2 separate regions of the Mus musculus genome follow, and region 1 is linked to region 2. Evidence: chromatin contacts called from public HiChIP or PLAC-seq data. All regions are on one chromosome and are shown on one strand. Each heading gives the region's core, a stretch centred on a gene start, on an enhancer-like site or on the middle of the called end of the contact. The rest is flanking DNA. Distances are from core to core; before and after follow the strand shown. Region 1 overlaps Abca17 (ATP-binding cassette, sub-family A (ABC1), member 17). Region 2 holds the start of Amdhd2 (amidohydrolase domain containing 2).

Evidence for each region. HiChIP or PLAC-seq counts read pairs in DNA pulled down with a chosen protein or histone mark.
Region 1: a contact with region 2 is called in an H3K27ac HiChIP or PLAC-seq map of the HPC-7 cell line, with 10 times the contacts expected there. The contact joins the enhancer-like site here to the promoter of Amdhd2 in region 2. A contact is called at or near these places in 16 of 39 promoter capture datasets (the C10 cell line, the HPC-7 cell line, HPC-7-derived erythroid cells and 13 more), 2 of 15 datasets of contacts at CTCF or cohesin (the NIH/3T3 cell line and pro-B cells), 1 of 484 Hi-C or Micro-C datasets (liver), 20 of 115 datasets of contacts at active chromatin or transcription factors (the 230-238 cell line, the HPC-7 cell line, the SCID.adh cell line and 14 more) and 3 of 9 other capture datasets (adipose tissue, liver and pancreatic islet).

Annotation. Positions count from the first base shown.
Region 1 is chr17:24,283,069-24,289,521 of GRCm38.p6, reverse strand. Abca17 (ATP-binding cassette, sub-family A (ABC1), member 17) reads left to right here. Exons shown (of 31, transcript NM_001031621.3): 20 at 1-186; 21 at 322-526; 22 at 1,573-1,792; 23 at 3,748-3,906. Among named protein-coding and RNA genes, the nearest start is that of Ccnf, 35 kb to the right of the region's middle. Within about 2 kb of position 3,646, at least 22 of the 459 cell types and tissues checked have an H3K27ac peak or open chromatin away from gene starts, as enhancers often do. A contact at or near this core is called in the HPC-7 cell line, hematopoietic stem and progenitor cells and trophoblast stem cells, where this site is marked.
Region 2 is chr17:24,161,921-24,168,505 of GRCm38.p6, reverse strand. It overlaps Amdhd2 (amidohydrolase domain containing 2), which reads left to right and starts at 4,773. Exons shown (of 11, transcript NM_172935.4): 1 at 4,773-4,924; 2 at 5,174-5,310; 3 at 5,391-5,530. The coding sequence starts at 4,842. It overlaps Atp6v0c (ATPase, H+ transporting, lysosomal V0 subunit C), which reads left to right. Exons shown (of 3, transcript NM_009729.4): 2 at 3,624-3,807; 3 at 3,898-4,641. The coding sequence ends at 4,102.

The sequences.
Region 1 (6,453 bases), core at 2,397-4,896, 120 kb before region 2:
TGTGAATAACCACACGACAGTGAAGGCGCTGTTCAACAACCAGGCCTACCACTCCCCTAGCCTGGCTCTGACTCTGGTGGACAATCTTCTCTTCAAGTTGCTTTCTGGAGCCAATGCTTCCATTACCACAACCAACTATCCTCAGCCTCAGACAGCCATCGAGGTCTCAGAGTCAATCCTGTACCAGTGCGTGAGACTGCCTTTCTCCCTGCCTCAAGCTTTCGCTTCTATAGCACTTCTCGCTTTCCTGCCTGCTTCTGGGTCTCATTTTCATTTCAAGTGCTTATATTGCTAGTCACAGTTGCTTTCTGTCTTTCGCAGGGGCCCTAAAGGACACTACCTTGTTGTCAACTTTCTTTTTGGAATAGCTTTCCTGTCAAGCTCCTTCTCCATCTTGACAGTCGGAGAGAAGAGCGTTAAGTCTAAGAGCCTCCAGTTTGTGAGTGGAGTCAGCACGGCTGTGTTCTGGCTCTCAGCTCTGCTGTGGGACCTCATCTCTTTCCTCGTTCCCACTCTGCTGCTGGTGGTGAGTACCTCGTGGTACAGGCATCCTGTCCTGCGGACCGGGGGCTTCCCCGGAAAGAACCACCTCCTGAACCAGAACCTGCTGAGAAGTTTGACTGGTAGCTCAGGCCTGACTGGAATGGCAAGTTCATTTAGCTCTGATATCTTCAGGAACTGGGTAGCTTGTGCGGTGGTGTTTGTGTAGTCCTTACAGAGCTGCTGCCTCAAGTCACTGAGAGACCATGTTTTGGAGACATGTATGATTATTTTGTGCTGAGTGGATCACTTCCTGCTTGGTACCTGATTATTTTGTGCCGAGTGGATCACTTCCTGCTCGGTACCTGATTACTCTGTGCCGAGTGGGTCACTTCCTGCCCCGTTCTGTTTCACAAGCATCTCCTTATCCTTTGCTGTGCTGCTCTGTTACTGAGAGTCAGGGCAGTTCCCTGACAGCATCTCTCAGGCTCGCTCATTAGCGAATGCTTGTGAAGCCGCACGTCTTTAATCCCAGCAGAGGCAGAGGCAGGTGGATTTCTGAGTTCGAGGCCAGCCTGGTCTACAGAGTGAGTTCCAGGACAGCCAGGGCTACACAGAGAAATCTTGTCTCGAAAAAACCTAAATAAATAAATAAAACCCTGAGCTTATGGGCCTGTGAGTAAAGGCACTCGTCACAGACCTTATGACCTGAATTTAATCCCTGGATCCTAAAAGGTGGTGAGAAGAACCAACCCTAGAGAATGTCCTCTGTCCTCCACAAGAGCCGTGCCTCCGTCCCCCACAAATACATAAAGAAGTTAAAACTTACCAAAAATAAAATAAAATAAGCCAGGCGTGGTGACTTTAATCCCAGCACTTGGGAGGCAGAGGCAGGCAGATTTCTGAGTTTGAGGCCAGCCTGGTCTACAGAGTGAGTTCCAGGACAGCCAGGGCTACACAGAGAAACCCTGCCTCGAAAAAAAACAAAAAAACAAATAAAAGAAGAAGTTAAAACTGAGCTCGCTATATTCTTAGCACTCAGGATGAACCCTTACGGACTCTTCCCGTTCCTTCCCTCTCCTCTCTCTGAAGTTGGTGTTTCTGTGGTATAAGGAAGAGGCTTTTGCACACCACGAGAGCATCCCAGCGGTGGTCTTGATAATGATGCTCTACGGCTGGGCTGTCATCCCTTTGGTGTACACGGTCAGCTTCTCCTTTAACACTCCTGGCAGTGCATGTGTGAAGCTCGTGGTGATGCTCACCTTCCTGAGCATCAGCCCTGTGGTCCTCGTCACCGTCACCAGTGAGAAAGGTAATCACATTGACATTTTGCAGGGAGCAGGAATCTCTCCTCCAGCAGCCACTACAGCTGTCACACCCACAAAAACTCATGTCTAACCAAAGACGCAAGAGATAGCGCTCGCAGCCGCTGTGGGCCGAACACAGGGTGGACAAACAACTCAGTCACACTCACTCTGCAGATGGATGCTTCACCTGTGTGAAGTCTATGAACAGACAAAATGAATCTCGGAAATGGACTCAGAAAAAGGGTTACCTCTGGGCCTGGGGCAAAGGGCCGATAGAAATAACACACCGGAGAGCTTTGGGGGGTAAAGGATGTTCCTGATCTTGGACCGGACACTAGTTTATGTGGATTTACATACTTACGAATCACTGTCCACCTGTGATCCATGCATTTCACTAAAATGTAATGTTCCTTACTTTAAAAAAAAAAGTGAATATGTAAATGAATTAGTCAACATGGGAGGAAGAGCTCTTGTAAAAGAAACTAAGATCCAGCCATTATTTACAACACATACTTGAAACTGACAGCTTCTGTTTATGCTACCACAAATGGGTCAGGGTGGGACAAAAGAGCCTAAATGTTACCTCCACTTTTTTTTTTCTTTTTTTCTTTTTTTTCTTTTTTTTACCTCCACTTTTTATTAGGATTTATTATATGACTGTCTGTACGTCTCTGTGTTTTCCTGTGTGTCTGTGCACATATGTGGAGTTTCACATGGAGGACTGAAGAGGTTATCAGATCCCCAGGAGCTGTGGGGACCAGTGGTTTGTGAGCGACATGGCATGGTTGCTGGGAACTAAACTCCAGTCCTCCATAAGAGCAGAAGGCTCCTCACTGCCGGGCATGTCCTGGCCCCACAATGCTCTTTTTCTTTTGGATTTACATTTCACAACCCCTTCAGATGGATTTTCCTTCCCTTCCACATTCTTCTTTATTTTTAAAAGTAATTTTTATTTTGAAGGCGGGGCTTGGTGAGCTGGGTCAGGAGTTAAGACCACTCACTGGCTGCTCTTCAAGAGGACCCAGTTTTATTCCCAGCACCCAACAGCTCACGGATGTCTGTGACTCCCATCCCAGGGGATCGAATGCCCTCTTCTAGCCTCCAGGATGTACAAACATACAACAGACAGCATACAGGCAAAACATTCATATACATAAGATTAAGAAACATTGCTTTGTGTATAAGTGTTTGCATGAATATCTGATGCACATCACTTACATGCCTGGTAGCCACCGAGGCCAGAAAGGGGTAAAGGGGTGTCAGGTTCCCTGGAACCGGAATTAGACTGCAGTGAGCCACCATGTGGTTGCTGAGACTTGAACCCAGGTCCTCTGGAGAGCAACCAGTGTTCTTAACCACTGAGCCATCTCCCCAGCCATCTTCCTTACTTTCATTTAAAATTTGATTTACAATGTCCCTTTTCTCTGATGTGGGGAGTTGTCCTCTCTCCTAAGGGACCCTTTATGACAGTTTAAGTCTCCACAAACCATGGAGGAAGGGACCTTATACTCCTTGTCTGACTTCAGGATGACGCTCTGGAGCCAGGGATATGGTGGAATGCTCGCCTAGCATGTGCGAGTCCCTAGGCTCAATCTTCAGGACAGGGGAAGGTAAAACACCCCAGGGAGTCCAGAGCTGGCTCCCATCCCTGTTCTGCCTGGGTCTGCTCACCTCCAGCCCACACCCCTGGGCACTTCCTGCTGGAGCCATGCTGCCTCTGACTTTCTCAGATACAGTGTGCTCTCTGGATAAAGGAAGTGGCAGATCTAAGGAACTAAACAAAGAAACATAGAGTTAAATGAACAGAGGTGGGGAGAGTCAACACCAGGAGTCAGGAACCCACAGTGTGGTCTGGAGGCCTGAGAGTGTGACGTCCGGACTCCAGAAGTGACTGAGGAGAGAGATGACTGGTCACTTTCCCTTATGCTAGTAAAATTGGTGCTTTCTGTTCTCATTGCAGATCTTGGCTACACGGAACTCTCAGACTCCTTGGATCATATTTTCCTAATTCTTCCTGGACATTGCCTGGGAATGGCCTTGTCCAACTTGTACTATAACTTTGAGCTGAAAAAGTTTTGCAGTGCTAAGAACTTGAGTGATATTGACTGCAATGATGTTTGTGAGTAAAGAGTGAAATTTGCTGAGAACATTTTTATCCTTATATGGTTTGTGTAATACGATTTGGCCTTTCTTTCTTTTTCTTTTCTCCCTATGGTTTTTTTGTTTGGTTGGTTGGTTGGTTTTTTGGTGTTTTTTGGGTTTGTTTTTTTTGTTTGTTTGTTTTTTTTTGTTTTTTTTTTGAGACAGGGTTTCTCTGTGTAGCCCCGGCTGTCCTGGAACTAGTTTTGTAGACCAGGCTGGACTAGAACTCAGAGATTAACACCACCACCACCACCACCACCACCACCACCACCACCACCACACACACACACACACACACACACACACACACACACACACACACACACCCAACCCCTGTCTCTGCCTCCCCGAGTGCTGGGATTAATGGATTGTGCCACAACCACTTGGCTTAAAGTCTCACTATGTATCCCTGGCTGTTCATGAACTCACTATTTAAACCAGGCAAGCTTTGGACTTGGAAAGATTTACCTATTGTAGGCATGTGCCACCATCCAACCTACAGTTCATTGCAGCATTCGCCCTTTCCTGTGAAAAGGCATGGCAAGTGCATGAAAGCTATGCATAGCTGCACATTCTCTCTGTGTGTCTCTCTGTCTCTCTCCATCTCTCTGTCTCTGTGTGTGTGTGTGTGTGTGTGTGTGTGTGTGTGTGTGTGTGTGTGTGTGAGACTCAGGATCTAATACAGAGCCTTGTGCATTTTATGCAACTGTTCTACCACTGAGCTACACCATAGTCTTCTCATCCATACTTTAAATTATGTCTAGATTTCTTAAAACACTTAATACACTGTAAATGCTATGTACATAGTAGTTATAACACATTTGAGAACAACGACAAGGGCTGGTGAGCTGGCTCAGTGGGTAAGAGCACTGACTGCTCTTTCAAAGGTCCTGAGTTCAAATCCCAGCAACCACATGGTGGCTCACAATCACCCACAAAGAGATCTGATGCCCTCTTTTGGCGTGTCTGAAGACAGCTACAATGTACTTATGTATAATAATAAATAAATCTTTGGTTCAGAGCAAGCAGGGACTGAACAAGCGGAATTGATGGGAGTGAGCCGGGCCAACCAGATCGAGCAGAGGTCCTAAAAAAAAATTCAATTCCCAACAACCACATGAAGTCTCACAACCATCTATATAGCTACAGGGTACTCATATACATAAAATAAATAAACTAAAAATGATATGAAAGAACTATGCACAAAGCTAAGCCATGTTTAAGGAAATGGAAAAGATAACTACACCATTCTCTTCTGTTTCCTCCATGAACATAATTTTATTGTATAATTTCTAAATACAAATCTTTACAGCATTTAAGACAGATCAGATTTTGTTCGATATGATGTCACGGTGCTTGATGAAACCCTTAGGGTCTCCTGCATGCTAAACGAGTCCTTTGCCACTGAACTAACCTGCAAGTCTCCTGGAATGTTTCTACATGAGGGGCCAGTTCAGTTGCAAGGGGGCTGACAGTTGAAAGGACAATCAAACATGGAAGCATTTTGTGATTTAGATAGATGTCATATAAATACAGGAATATCTCTTATTAATATTAATGCCTCAACCACGTAAACATGCTCTATCACTGAGCTTCATTTTCAAGCTCTCTTATTTTAAATTGACAAAAAAATTATATATATTTATATAATACAGAATGAGAAAAGCCTTTTATTGTCTTCTTGTTTTTCATTTATTTTATTTTATGTGTATTGGTGTTTAAATTTTTTTAAACCTACTTTTAATGATGGTTCTTAGATGCTTTAACCTCCCTTCTCACCCACCACCCACCAGAGGTAGTGAAAAAGAAAGAGTACTAGGATATGGGGGAAGTGGACCTATTTAGAAATTGGTTTTTGGAGCAAATCCCACCTGTGTTGTCAGGAAACCAGCAGTTCAGTTTATAGGGCCCAGCAGTGGCTGGATCTACTCGTAAATACTTTATGGATACACCAGCAGTCCAGTTTAGCAGCGTTGGGATAGCAAATACAGATCAGCAGCAGAAGCACAGCCTAGGAGAGACAGATGGCCCTCAGCAGCATCAGCACGAGTCAGCACGAGTCAGCAGGACCACGAGGGACACCAGGAGAAGTTCTCAGCTGTACCTCTCTCAGTAAAGGCGATGCAAGACCAAGAAGTGCTGCAAAGCTTGCTGTGCAAGCCAAGCCCCTGTCACCGACCACTGAGTCCTATTTATACCCTCCAAACATCACATGTCCTCCATGAGTCCTGCCGTCTTAGCAAAATTCCATGGAAGTCTGTATCAGCTGACATCACTCTGCCAATTGGCCTGAGTCCTCGGAAGCAGCAAGAAGCCACAGGAACCTCTTGAGAAGTTTTTTGATTCATTTCTCTCTGTGGAGTCATGAGAATAGAGCTCAACAACAGATGTAATGCAAGCCAATAGATTCATGTCGTTAGTGAAGAATCTTTTATTACACATCCTTTTATGTGCTTGCTTTAGCAAAACATCTTTTTACATGTGTCTGTTTCAGCAAACTGTTTCTTTACAAGTCTGCTTTAGT
Region 2 (6,585 bases), core at 3,524-6,023:
AGGTGGGTGGGAGGGCGGCATTAGAGTGCCTGCATTTACACGATTACATCTTTGATCTTCAGCCCTGGACCTAATGAATGGATGAGTGAATGAATGACCTTCCTCTTCTAGGGGGGTGAGGGGCTGGAACTGGGCGACGCTTCCGTGCCCAGAAAAGGAAAAGCCTAGCAAGGTTCTTGATGGCATCTTGCTTTTGAAGTTGGGCCTTGACAATTCTTCAGTGTCAAATTTTAGTGAAAATTGGCCTTCCTGGGAGAAAAGCTTTGGGCCAGACCCAAGAATGTGGGATTGAGGGAGGTAAGTCACAGCCCCTGGCCGGGGACTGGTCTGGCCTGGGCCTCCCCTGGAAGGTCTGGTCTTTGGCTTAACTGACCTCGCCCTGCCCCACCCTACCTGGCAAATGGAGAGGCTGGTTCTCTGTGCAGGTACTTGGTGAGTTTGGACTCCAAACAGTGTCTGTTGACTGTAAACACCTGTAGGGTGCAGATTGGGGTAGAGGGTTGTCTGTCAGTGGTGACCTCCCCTGCCTGGACCTGTCAGGTGCTGCTGAGAGAGCCCTGCTGTACCCACAGCATTAGAGTAAGTGGTCATTTGTGGTGGGAGATGTGGCCTGGACTTCTCCTTCCCTCCTCTCCCACCACGACTCTTCTCCCCACACTTCAGGTCTCCTTAGAGAAAGCTGCCAAGCATGTTTTTCTGCTCTTTGCACCCAGAATAATGTGTCCATAGGTTCCCCTGTTTTAGCCACCTATGATTAATTTTTGTCACTCATTCATAAATTAATCCAGCAAATCTTTCTTGAGTCCATACTGTTTCCCAGATAGTGGAGGAGTCTCAGGGAACACAGCAATATATCCCTGACCATGTGGGTGTCATGCTCTGGTTGTCACGATGGCTCCTGCAACTCCAAATTTCTCCACAGTTCTTTTTCTGCACCCAGCTTCTAGGATCTCTTGTATGAAGACCTTGCATGTGCTAAAGCTGGCCAACAGGTGTGTCTGCACTATTGCAAGCTGACCTCGGCTTTCCTTGTCTGATCCTTCACACCAGCGTCTCACAGTCCTGTGGGGGTTAGCCTCTTACTTGTCCAGCTGAATCACCTTCTGACTTCTTTTTTTTCCTTTTAGGCATGCTATTCTGTACAATGTCTTGTCCTCCCATTACGTAAAGAAATCCTTCCAGCCTCTGATGTTGCTGCTGGGAGAATTCCAAGCTTCGTCTCAGTGACTGACCCTTGGTCTCCCTTGGACTTAACTAACCAAGTTTTCAGACCATTGTTCTTTAACGCATCCTTGAGGCCTCCGTTTCATGCTAACAATCTAACTTCCCTTTTTTTCCCTTATGACAAATATCCTGTTCTTTCCTCATCATGTTCTCCATGAAACTGCCAGTTACTTCTTTTCTGTATTTTCTGTGACTTCCTCCCTGTATTTGTTGATTTCCTGGAAGTGCCTCCAGACCATGCTGTATTAAATTAGCATTCTCAGCAGGTCTCCCTTCTGCAGCCTATCATGCTTGCTCTTCTGGGTAGCTGCTACTGTCTGGGCCTGGGCTAAATTTTTTTCCTCCTTTTGCCCTGATCTCCGACAGTGTCCCTGTTTTCCATCCTCTATCTTCTTGTCACCCATCCTCAGCTCCATGATCTATACTTTGGGGAAGGACCTGACTCACTCACCTTTCTTGGAGTATCACCTTTTGGGGTACAGAGTTGTGTTGAGATCTCACCTTTAAAGTACTGCACGGCAACCTGTATTCTTGGTGTTTTCAAGCATGCCTCAGAAGTGTGAGCCCTTGGAACACACACTTTCTGTACTACGTGATACAGCTCAGCATGGACTTGGCTTTCAGTAGGGCCCAAGAAATGCACTGTGACCAGAATGGCTCCAGGAACTATCTCTTGAAGTGGACTCAGGGATTGAAGATGCAGATCTTTGTTGGACAGTGTCTGGGCCTCTAAGAATCTGTAGAAAAGACAAGCTGTCTGTTCTGCCTCCAGTTGATCTCCCCTAGTCCTCCAGTTGATCTCCCCGAGTCCTCCAGTTGATCTCCCCGAGTCCTCCAGTTGATCTCCCCTAGTCCTCCAGTTGATCTCCCCTAGTCCTCCAGTTGATCTCCCCGAGTCCTCCAGTTGATCTCCCCGAGTCCTCCAGCTGATCTCCCCTAGTCCTCCAGTTGATCTCCCCTAGTCCTCCAGTTGATCTCCCCGAGTCCTCCAGTTGATCTCCCCTAGTCCTCCAGTTGATCTCCCCGAGTCCTCCAGTTGATCTCCCCGAGTCCTCCAGTTGATCTCCCCGAGTCCTCCAGTTGATCTCCCCGAGTCCTCCAGTTGATCTCCCCGAGTCCTCCAGTTGATCTCCCCGAGTCCTCCAGTTGATCTCCCCTAGTCCTCCAGTTGATCTCCCCTAGTCCTCCAGTTGATCTCCCCTAGTCCTCCAGTTGATCTCCCCTAGTCCTCCAGTTGATCTCCCCTAGTCCTCCAGCTGATCTCCCCTAGTCCTCCAGTTGATCTCCCCGAGTCCTCCAGTTGATCTCCCCTAGTCCTCCAGTTGATCTCCCCTAGTCCTGTCGTGCATGGGTCTGAATGTGCTGTCAGGAACCTTGCCCTTTGGTTTGCCTCTGCTGCTCACTTTACCACCTTCCCGTATACTTGGTTGGTTTCTGTGATCTGTTTTTAGACCCTCCTCCCCTCACCATAGCTCCCCTAGGCCTTTTCTCTTTCCTTGCTGAATATGTTGTTGTGTTGGGTCACTGTCTTCTTGCTGTTCCTGAGCTCTGAGAAGGCAGAGGTCTCTGACTCTTTCCCTACTCAGTGATGGGCACACAGTAGACATCTTGTGGTTCCGTGAGATCCATAAGTCATATAGAGGAGGGGCTGGAGCTGTTCATGTCTCTTTTACCTCTGGCCCATGTTGTTTTCTGTGTATTGGGTTATGCACAACTTCCCCCACAATGGCCATGGGTGCCCTGGGCAAAGATTTTGGAGGCTCCAGTGTCAGCCATATTAGTAGCTCAATATTTCTTATAGGGTCTGAGGACAAGTGGCAGAAATGAGAAGAATTGGAGTTCAAGACCTGAAGATAGGAGAGGGAAACAAAGTCCGGAAGGGTAGCAGTCTCTCTTGGAGAGGTTGAAGTGGGGGGGCAGTACCAGAAGAAACAGATATAACTCTGTTGTCCTGTCTGGGAAGGCTTGAAGGCCCCACTGTAGGCAGACTCTAGGCAGGAACTGATTGACACTGGAGTGGCCTCTGGGCAGCTGACATGTAGCTCTTATGCTGGAAGTGCCTGGAGCTTAGGGTGTGGGACAGGGATTGCCAGAGTCTCGAGCAAGGCTCTCCTTGGCCCAGCCGCCTCTTCCACGTGACTATGTTGCCAGAGATCACAAGCTAGGGAAGGGGAGTGCTAGGGAACAAAGTCTGGTTTCACAGCAAACGAGCCCCCATGACCACAGGAAGAACTGCAGGCGGAAGTAGAGCAGGAGGTTGGAGGTATGGCTCTGCTAGTGGGAAGAGAAGTGGCTGCTGCTCTTGCTTGGCTGCCCGCCTCAGTTCTTGTAATGGGTGGGAACCTGGGGAGCAGAATGGAAAAAGCTGCTCTGGGCTCACTTACTCTCTCCTCCCACAGCCATGGGAGCCGCCTATGGCACAGCCAAGAGTGGCACTGGCATCGCAGCCATGTCAGTCATGAGGCCAGAGCTGATCATGAAGTCCATCATCCCAGTGGTTATGGCTGGGATCATCGCCATCTACGGCCTGGTGGTGGCAGTACTTATCGCTAACTCCCTGACTGATGGCATCACCCTCTACAGGTGAGTGCTGGGCCTTTCCTCCCAGGTGAAGTGCTTCATTGTCCTGTGGACAGGCAGATTGCTGACAACCTGTGTCTCTTCTCTCCCCAGGAGTTTTCTTCAACTGGGTGCTGGCCTGAGTGTGGGGCTGAGTGGCCTGGCTGCTGGCTTTGCCATTGGCATCGTCGGAGATGCTGGTGTTCGGGGCACTGCCCAGCAGCCTCGACTGTTCGTGGGCATGATCCTGATCCTCATCTTTGCGGAGGTGCTTGGCCTCTACGGTCTCATCGTGGCCCTAATCCTCTCCACAAAGTAGTCCTTTTCCACCATCAGTCACAGGATAGGATGTAAAGATCACCCCTCCTCATTCCAGAACGAACAGCCTGACACATGCACGGGCAGCTGCCCCTCAGTAGTTGGTCTTGTAAATGTGCAGTGTCCTAGTGCCCATTGTCTGTCGCCCCCGCCTTGCCCCTACTGCACCGTGCTGTGGACATACGGGCCCACTCATCTCCCACCCAGGCCCCTGACCAGTGACGAAGTCAGCCTCTGGTTACCCCACCCATCGCCCTAGAGTGCTCCTGTGTATAAGAATGAACTAGAGTTGTCATTTTTCTCTTCACTGGATGTTTATTTATAAAAGATTTGACCTATTCATGCGTCTGTGGAGCAGCTCCTGTCTCCCAACTATATAGTAATCATTAGTAGACTGTTGCCTTGTGGGGTTCCTGTTGCTGAGACTCCTTGGATGGAGCCACCCTTCCCCCTGCCCTGAACAGCCAGGGTGGAGGATAGAGTGCTACTGCTCCTCAGAGCTGGCTCCCAGCTGTGTCCAATAAAAGTTCTCGGATGTGACTGGCTTGTGTTCTGGCGCTTCTGTGGGCGGGCCTGGCAGGGTTTGTCATCATGTGGTCGCCACCACGTGAGCACCGCGGCCACGTGACAGCCCCTTCAGCTGAGAGTCACGTGATGCGACCTGGCCCCGCTTCCGATTACGGCTGCTCCGGGCTCTGCCGGCTTGCGCCCAAAGCTTGCTGGGTTCGGCGCGACTCACGATGCGTAGCGGGCAGTGCGCAGCGGGGGCCCCGGTGCTCCAGTTCACCAACTGCCGCATCCTGCGTGGCGGCACGCTCCTCAGGTCTGGGCTGCATGGTGCAGGCTTAGGCTGGGTATAGAGCTGATGATACGCCAGTGCGGGGTGCAGAGATGGGGATAGTGTAGGGCATAAGCCCTGAAAGGGGCAGGAATGTGGAGGGCGGGACTATCGTGGGTGTGTGGCCGGGACCAAGAAGAATAGTGGGTGCAGGGACAAGCTGGGTGCGAGATAGAACTAGGGTTTGGTTCCAGGGCCTGGTGGTGATCCAAGTGCCTACTACTCTGCCCTCAGGGAGGATCTGTGGGTGCGCGGGGGCCGAATCCTGGACCCAGAAAAGCTGTTTTTTGAGGAGAGGCGTGTGGCTGATGAGCAGCGGGACTGCGGAGGCCGCATCCTGGCGCCTGGCTTTATCGATGTGCAGATCAACGGTGCGGCCTGGCTCGGGCCAGGGAACCCAGGGCAGGAGCTCCGAGCACTGTGCTACCCCCCTTGTTTTCTGTGGCCACAGGTGGATTTGGTGTTGACTTCTCCAAGGCTACGGAGGACGTGGGTTCGGGGGTCGCCCTAGTGGCCCGGAGGCTCCTGTCCCACGGTGTCACCTCCTTCTGTCCCACCCTGGTCACCTCCCCACCAGAGGTTTATCACAAGGTGAGATGAGGCCGTTCTACCCCTGAGCAAAGGGGCCCTCAGGAAAGGACCACTTCCTTCACCCGAATCTGGGCTTCCTGGACTTGGGTCCGAGGGGGATCCGCCTCACTTTCAGTTGGGTTCTGCCTGGTCTCTGCAACTGCCAGTGCGGTTGTCCTCACGTTTCCTGCCCCGGTTCTCATCTGCCACGCCCTCCCAACGCCCTGTAGGCAGCCTCTGGGTCTCCTGAACTAAGGTCGCCTGGAATTCTGCCACAGCCATTGTCTCTTGTCTAGCTCTTCCTCCCTAACCTGCTTATGCTGTGTGACTCACATGAAAAAGCCTTTCAGAAAGAGCTGCTGTTGCTGTGGACTGGCTTCTGTCCTCACCCTTCCACCTTCTATCTTAGCAGGAGGTCTGTTGTCTTGTTCCAAATTTCATGTAAGGTTCTCCCACAGTTTTCCCGGTTTTTGTTTGTTTGTTTGTTTTTTCGAGACAGGGTTTCTCTGTATAGACCTTGCTGTCCTGGAACTCACTTTGTAGACCAGGCTGGCCTCAAACTCAGAAATCTGCCTGCCTCTGCCTCCCGAGTGCTGGGATTAAAGGCGTGTGCCACCACGCCAGGCTAGTTTTCCCAGTTTTAAGGAAGCTTGTTTAGGTTGCTGTCTTCATGTGTTCTCTGCGGGTTTATCCCTTAGACCTGAACTCTTGCTTTAAAAACGTGGTATTCTCTTATGCAACACAGTTGACGAATTTAGTAAATGAATGCTGTTATCCATACTCGAATGGATTTTCTCTGTTCCTGTTGTCAATCGCCGCAGCCAGTTTTTCTTCCAGGACAGGATCAGGGAGTGTGTGGTTGCCCGTGGCTTCCTTTCTGGTTGTGTAGACACAGAAGCAGAGGAGGGAACTGTGGGTATTGAGTGTGGGCTGTGCCCTGGGCTGCATAGGCGTCACTCTGGCCCCTTGACTTGCCACCCTTGGAAGACTCAAGACAACCTTACTTCTGAGTCTCAGTTTCATTAAATGGAGAGTGAGAACAGTCAGTGGGTGGTTGACAATGTCAAGCATTCCTT